Regions from separate parts of the Oryctolagus cuniculus genome. Here region 2 is linked to region 1. Evidence: chromatin contacts called from public Hi-C data. All regions are on one chromosome and are shown on one strand. The core of a region is the stretch at or near the end of the contact, and the rest is flanking DNA. Distances in the headings are between cores, read along the strand shown. Region 1 overlaps SLK (STE20 like kinase). Region 2 overlaps STN1 (STN1 subunit of CST complex).

The links. Hi-C and Micro-C count contacts between places; a contact is called where the count stands out from the background.
Region 2: a contact with region 1 is called in a Hi-C map of embryonic fibroblasts, with 5 times the contacts expected there. The contact joins two enhancer-like sites. A contact is called at or near these places in 4 of 6 Hi-C or Micro-C datasets (ear pinna, embryonic fibroblasts, skin fibroblasts and 1 more).

What each region holds. Positions count from the first base shown.
Region 1 is chr15:26,004,140-26,007,767 of mOryCun1.1, forward strand. SLK (STE20 like kinase) reads right to left here. Exons shown (of 19, transcript XM_002718721.5): 19 at 220-3,628. The coding sequence ends at 3,623. Among named protein-coding and RNA genes, the nearest start is that of COL17A1, 54 kb to the left of the region's middle. Within about 2 kb of position 1,307, at least 1 of the 8 cell types and tissues checked has an H3K27ac peak or open chromatin away from gene starts, as enhancers often do.
Region 2 is chr15:26,171,680-26,175,898 of mOryCun1.1, forward strand. STN1 (STN1 subunit of CST complex) reads left to right here. Exons shown (of 10, transcript XM_008270474.4): 7 at 1-141. Among named protein-coding and RNA genes, the nearest start is that of STN1, 32 kb to the left of the region's middle. Within about 2 kb of position 1,487, at least 3 of the 8 cell types and tissues checked have an H3K27ac peak or open chromatin away from gene starts, as enhancers often do.

The sequences.
Region 1 (3,628 bases), core at 57-2,556:
ATAGAAAACTACATTTGTGAGATTTGTGAGTGTGGTAGTCACACAGTTGGTTACAACTACAGACAGCTAGGAACACTGGTAAGTTGGGAAGGGTTAGGAGACCTGGATGATGGCAAGTTTGAAAATGCAACTAGGACCCCAAAAAGTAGCAAAGTGTTCTCATACAAGACAATCCGGTTCCAAAGATTCTCAACAACAACAAAAAAATGCTTCCCAAAATATATTAAGAAATAACTTTATTTTTTATTTGCCAATCTCATGATTGAAAAGACATGTTGATCCCAAAGAGACAAGAGGCATGACCTGGAACAAAATTCTTTCTGAAAATTTAGTTTGTGAACTTACAACACTGCAAATCAGAGGATCACAAAAAGCTGCAGCCAACACTTAAAAACTGGTAAAAAACACTCTATCCCAAGCTTAGGAGCAGAAAGGTGAAAGCTTTTCAAAACCATCATCAGCCACAGAACAGCAACAACGGAGGAATTAATTGTTATGCCCTCAACTTGAGAAAAGCATTTACAAATACCATCCCATTTCCTAGAAAAGATCATTTTGCAGAAAAGAACTGATTTATTGAATCAAAAGACTATTAGCACAGAATTCTCTTCTTCCCTTCAGTTCTAGGTTTTCCTTTACTCAACAGCATCTCTAGCTCATGCCTGGACAGAATTTGGCTTCTCAGAAGAATCCTTGTCATTTCAGCACAGTGTGGAACAGGGGAAAGTGTGTACTTACAAGGGGACCAGAAGACTACAAAAAACAATCACTTCTGGAGCTTGCTGATGCTCAAGAAATCAGAGACGAGGGTCTCATTAATGCCTGAGAGCTTTGTGCTTGAGGAAACACTAGAGTAGAGGTAGCTCTGGTTCTGGTTTGTATTTAATAATGATTTGTTAGATCCTGTCATAGGAAGGTTCTAATTGTTTGAACAAAATGAAAGCACTCTGAATTTTTCTTTCCCACCCTCCAGTTTCCTATAAGAAAGGGTAAGAAAAAGCTTAATGTGACTCCACACAGAATAGCAGCTAATTCAGTAATTCATACCCTGTGGGCTGACAGGACGAGTAAAGGCAGTGTGGTGCCCTGGGCTCTAGGAGGAAGACCTGCAGAAGAGCAGAGGCCTTGCGTGTTCACAGCCCTCAGGGAAACGAGGGGAGGCTACTGTCTAGGGTGCACAGACTGAGAATTTCTTTTGCACACGTCACAGCACATTCTCCCCCAGCAACAACCACCCAAATGAGGAATGGATCTGGCTGCACGCGTAGCGGCTTCCTCACCCTCACTTCATGCAGGAAAGATCGTTATTACCTATTGAATACAGGGCTGTGTACGAGGTGGGAGGGCATGGATACAAACAGCACATTCCATAAGAAAACACTTTTTGAAAAGATTTATATAACTTTAAGCATTAAATGAATGATTCACCTCTGCATGTCCTACACCCACATGGTCATATTTGAAAGAGAACTCAAGCACAAACACTGAATCCAAAGGGCGGTTCTAAGGGAGGTGCGAGAGTTGCTGATAAACTTACCCCAAGTGTTTAACTGTTCCTCTCTGAGCCTCTCTCCTTGATTCAACACTCTGAATGTCAAGTCGGAAGGATTAGAATCAAATATTCAGACCAAATTAATAATGTGCCATAAACTATTTAGTACAGGATATTTAAATGATATTGAAAAAATGCTCATTGCCTGAAGTATTCATTTTTTAAAAGCCAATAAACTGAAAATTTCAAAGGAGAAAGTAGTATGAGAACCTTCCTCCCCTCTCCCTCTTCAAATAATCATTAAATACACTGGGCAACATTATACAATCATTTTTATCATAACAATATAAACAATTTCCATCATAATCCTGAATATTACTTTATAAAGATATATATTTTAAAAGGCTTTCAAAACAATTTTCAACCCAGCATTTGAGAATAAAGCATTAAGAGTTTTGTTTACAGCAACACATTCATGTGATAAGTGTATGAATTTACAACATACATAATATATATATGTATATATATATATTTATATAAAAAACAAACTTGGCCAGAAGTTAAGGCTACCTACAAAGTTGTCCAAGTAATTTTACTTGTCAAAACAATTACAAAGTTAAAATCATACATGCATTTTTAAATCATCTAAACCACCAAAATAAGGTTCAGCATCCAAAGTTTTCAAATTAACTGAAAGAAAGTGCTACAGACATATACATTTTCTTAATATCAAATCAGTGTTCCCAGAACATTACATTTAAATTTTTCACCAGCCTCAGAAGTAATATAACTAAAAACTCAAACTTTTACAATTTGGTACCTACTACTCTTAAAAGAGAATAGGCTGCAAATGGCAGGCAGCAAGCACCACTGACAAATGTGCTCTCTCTCCTGCACCCCAGTACAGACTATAATACTGTTTGACCTGACACACTGAAATTCTAAGCCTCAAAAGGAACTAAGAATGAAATTTCATTAATAATTACACATATCAGCAACCACATGATAAAGGTTTCAGGCCTTTCCCACGTAAATCAAAGTAAATAATTTAATCATGGAATAAAATAAAACTTCATTTCAAAATAAGAAAAAGTCATTTCTAATATTTGTCTTAATATTTAAATCCTGTTTGAAAAGTATTGTGAACAAATGTCTCTTTTAAGATTAACTTCATAAAATATATTTATAAATATAACTCAGAACCTACAGGCTTCTGACAGTTTGAAATATAACAAAATTTGCTATGATGGAGACAAGTTTTCTAACCAGTTGATGTATTAAGAAATAAACTGGGACAACCAAATCTATATTACTTTTAATTTTGTGAATTTTACATTTCCAATTTCAAATCTAAAAGCTATTTTTCTGCTTTTCCAAACTTAGTATAACATATATTTCAGGATGAAAATATTTATCAAATAATAGATCATTTAAAAACAATAAAGCTTAATACTAAGGGTGTTTTGTCCCTACTGATCAAAAAGAAAATCCTATTGACTGGAATTTAGTCCTACAGGCACTATCTTTAATAAAACTAGCACCCTCAGTCATTAATTAGCTCATGCCTAAACAGGCAATTATTTTCAACAAATTACTGAAGTAACTTTCCTTCAAAAAGACTCTATTTAAAGAAAAAATATATTTATTTACTGAATCAACAGCATATTCTGAGCAACTTATATAGTTTTATGAGTGCTGATTCACCAAATGAAAATTACTCTAACTCCTTACAGCACAGTTTCAACCACAGAATGTAGGCATCATTGAGAATTCAGATCAAGTAAAAAGATATTTATTAACAATACTTAGTAATGTAACAGGTTTTTAAAAAACAAATTTAAACATTATTTCTCTAACAATTTTGCAGGTAACAGTGTCTGAAGAACACAATTTTTAAGAATAATATACAAAGTCACCTTAGGGAAATACTACATAAGATGCACTTTGCCAACATGGCCCAGCACCTGTCTTAGTTCACTTTCCCTTCATCTTTTCGTGAAACAAAACAAAACAAAACACAAAACAAAACCCTCTAGAAGGTGAGGCAGGTGATTGTCTCCATGGCAGAAGATGAAGAGAATACAAGGACATATTTAAAAAGCCACCCAGACCACAGAAGTCCTCCCACTGTTACGA
Region 2 (4,219 bases), core at 237-2,736, 170 kb after region 1:
ACATGTTTGCTGAGTGAAAAAGTCAAAGAATTCCTTGAGGAGAACAGAGTGCCAAGCTTTTACCAGCAGGAGTTGGAAACGGTGGAGTCTTTGCTGGCCCTTGCCAATCAGCCCGTGATTCACAGCGCCTGCCCTGACCAAGTGAGTGCAGCATGCCCACGTGAGGATCCAGGTCCTCTGCCCCAGTCTGCAGCTTAAGGGCGTGGGTGAATGTGACTGTGGCATGAAGACTCACAGGGTGGACCCGGGGAACAGAGGCTGTGGCTCTAGCACATGCCCTTTCTACTCTGGGAAGCTCACTGAGCATTCAGAACTTGAGTTGAGGCTGGACCTGCCCTGTCCTCCTCCTTTAATCTCATTATGTTGATCTTTGAGTAGCAAGAAACAGTAATAGTTTAAGGATACTAGCACCTAGTTGATAGCACTCACTGAACTGGGCAGTAACCATCAGCAGAAGCCGGATGAGGGGAAGTAGTGAAAGGAGGTAATTATCTGTCCAAGATTATTTATTGATTAGCAAGATGATTCTTGAACTTGAGCCAAAGTTTTTAATGGGTTGCTGTCTTCTAGGTTAATTTGCTGTGTTTTAGAAGTTTAAATGAACACTGAGTGGTATCCAGTCTGGTTTATAAGTAAAAGTTTTAAGAAATACCTAAGTTGTTTTTTATTCATCTTGAAAAAAGCTGTCCCTGTTGGTTCACCCCAGTGTCACGCGAACTTGTTTGGTTGTTTGGCATTTATTTATTTGCTTGGAATTAAGAGTTGAGACTTTGGTTTTAGGCTTTCTCTATGTTAAAGTTCTTAGGTTTAGGTTTGTTGTTGTCACATAAGTCATAGTTTTTTGAGTTTTTTTTTTTTTTAAGATTTATTTATTTTATTTGAAAGGCAGAGTTACAGAAGGGCAGAGAGAAAGAGAGGCCTTCTATCCACTGGTTCACTCCACAAATGGCCAGAATGACTGGAGCTGCACCAGTCCGAAGCCAGGAGCCAGGAGCTTCTTCCAGGTCTCTCACAAGGGTGCAGGAGCCTAAGCACTTGGGCCATATTCCACTGCTTTCCCAGGCCACAGCAGAGAGCTGGATTGGAAGTGGAGCAACCAGGTCTTGAAACAGCGCCCTTATGGGATGCCGACACTGCATGCAGTGGCTTTACCCACTATGCCACAGCACTGGCCCAGTCGAAGTTATTTTTTAAATTTATGTTCCTTATCCCACCAGGGGGCCATCTCGGCTGACATGCCACCTTCTTGCCTCCCTGCCTCTGCTCTGATCGCCACTCAGGCGATCACCCTGTGCTGTCAGTGATACGCTGGTGTTTATTTGTTGAGCTGCCTGTTCCTTTTACGTGAGAGCAGGGGCCTGTCTGTGTTGTTCTTTGCTGTCTACCCAGGACCTAGGACTGTGCTGGCTTAAAGCAGGTTCTCAATAATTACTTGATTGAACACATGAATGGGTTTAGAAAATTCAGATGGTCCCAGCAGTTATACATGGTAGCCACCCCCACACCCATTATCGTCTGGGGGTTCTATTCCAAGACTCCCAGTGGATGACTGAAACTGTGGATAGCAGTGAACCTTGTATATGATAGATGGCTGCTGATGGACTGGGCGGGCAGGTAGTGTGTACATCATGGATGTGTTAGACAAAGGATGATGCATGTCTTGGGAAGGACGAAATAGGACGGCATGAGATTTCATCACCTACCCAGAATAGCACACAATTTAAAATGTATGAATTATTTATTTCTGGAATTTTCCATTTAATATTTTCAGGCCATGGGTAACTGAAACCACAAAAAGCAAAACTGCCAATAAATTGTGGGGGGCAGGGGACTGTTGGAGTCAAGTTTCCTTCCCCGGCCCCTCCCACCCCCACCCAGAGACAGGAAGGGACCATTATTAAATGTCTTGAATATCCTCTGGACAGAGCCTGTGAGTACAGAAACTGTTAGTCATTGTATCCCTTTCCTCCTTGCACAACAATCGGAGTGCACTGTGGAGTGCTGTGAGAGACTTAGGTGTTCACGGAACGTGTGTGTCACAGGTGCTTCCCCAGCACACACACGACTCGCCACTCAGAGCAGGCTCTGGGACAGGTCCCGTGATGTGCCTAAGCAGCCTCTCCATTCCCACACTGCCTACATGGCTCACGTCTTTGCCAGACATTTGCTGAGACTCCCTCACCGGGGAACCTCCAGGTGGAGCAGATACCAGCTCCCGATCCTGACCTGGGCATGGCCGCTACCTCTCAGTTTTGTCCCCACACCTAATTAGCCCTCCTTGGCAACAGGCTTCCATGCCTGGTGACCAGCATTTCATACGGGGATACAGGGATAGGGTTTCAGAAAACACCCAGGTGCAGAGGGTCACGACTGGGTCCTTTGTTTTTCCCTGAGGTTGCCTCCGAGCCGTTGCGACTCCCCAGCTGTCTGCTGACAGCAAGGTTGACCTCCCGTTTAATCATTTAACGGAGGCTCGAAACCACCTGACCCCCTCCTGGGGCTTGGGAACTCTGTCAGCATGTTTGGAAGGCAACGCGAAGACCGCGTTCTTCACGGGAGCCAGCTCTCCAGGACAGCTGTGGTGAGGGAGGGACTCAGGGCTCTGAGGCTGGGATGCCCCTCCATTCCCAGTGCAGGGTGGGGACGCCTTGGCATGACATGTGTTAAATGCTCAGAGCAGAAACTTGTGTCTGCCCACAGCCTGTTAGGTTTCAGAAGAATGGTTCTGGCACTGTACTTGTTTTGTCTTTGGAAGTGATTTTTCCCATCAATTATGAATTAGGCCCTCACATTGCTTTGCTGGGGAGGCCCATGTCATTTAATTGAATTCCACTTAATAGAGTCCCGGGAAACCAAAGATGCTTTAGAATGATGGTGACATCCTAGATCCTGTGGCACCTTGCATTGTCTTACAGGTGAACGCTTCGTCAAGTCATTATGATGCTGGTAGAGCTTAGAGGCCAGAGAACGGGTTGGAATGTTCTGTCCCTTTCTTTCTTTTTCCATAGCGGCCCTTCTTAGTGAATCCAGAAGCATGAGAAGCAGACCTCGCACAGCCACTGTTTCACTGACAGCTGGATGAATGCTGAGTTTCTCCAGGAGTGGAGACTATATATATTTCAGGGCTCCACCCAGTTCCTGGCCTGAGCCTAGCAGAGGCTTGGTGAGGCTCAGCCCATGGAGCCAGTCACTGTTTTTGTCTGTGGGCAATTTCGGTTTCCTGAATCGGATGAGCCTGTCATTACTGTTTCAGAAAAGACAGGAAAGATCCAGATCTCCAGCCAGGAAGAGCTGCTGGCTGGAGGGGGCCATGGCGGTTGGCCCTTGAGACTGGTCTCGTAAGCAGGCTGGGAGCCGCGGCCCGGGGTCAGCAGAGGCCACTGTTTTTGCAGAGGAAGCCTCAGCGGTTGTTTACATTGACAGAGAGCCCCGTGTGTGTGGAACCCCACCCGCTCACTGCTGACAGAGAGCCCCGCGTGCGTGGAACCCCACCCGCTCACTGCTGAAGCTGAGCCTTTCGTCTCCCAGGCCAGGCCTCCCCTCTTCCTGCTGCTGGGTCTTCCCCAGAAACTGTTTTTTTGTGTGTGTGTGTAATCCGGGGTAATTATTTTTAATGACAGGAATAATCATGTAACAATCATTTCTAGTTCATTTCCCATTTGTGTCTGTCTCACTAAGAAATGCAATCAACTCGTCCTCTAGGATCCTTGTGTTCGTTTGGCCAGAGAAAACAAACCTCCCTAGAATGATGGAGATGAAGGTGCTGCACGGGTCTGGGGAGGAGTCTTGTCAGCCTGGGCGCACCTGCCCTATAGGGAGGAGCCGTCCTGTAGGAAGTTAACCGCAGCTTTGCCATAAGCTCCGAGACTGGGGATGTGTGGGGAGGGTCGTGGGTGAGAGGTTTGGTCACACCCAGATGGCTCTTCTGGCTGTAGGATCCCCCCAGGTTTCTCAGCCTTCTCCCTCCTGAGAGTGGGTGCTGCCACCCCCTAAAACCCTCTTTTAGGCCTTCCTGACCTCCCGGTAACCAGGGCCTCCAGTTTGTTCTGTTAAGGGAAAACGTAAACTTCATTCAATTAAGAGTGTTAGACTGTCGTCACCTTTAGCCCAGGAGAGCACATCGTGAAACGGCAGCAGGATCTATTAGTCTAATAAAATGCCTTGGCAGGATTGGGAGGAGAGACTTCTACAAAGAGAAGTTTTCATTAGGGGTAGAATT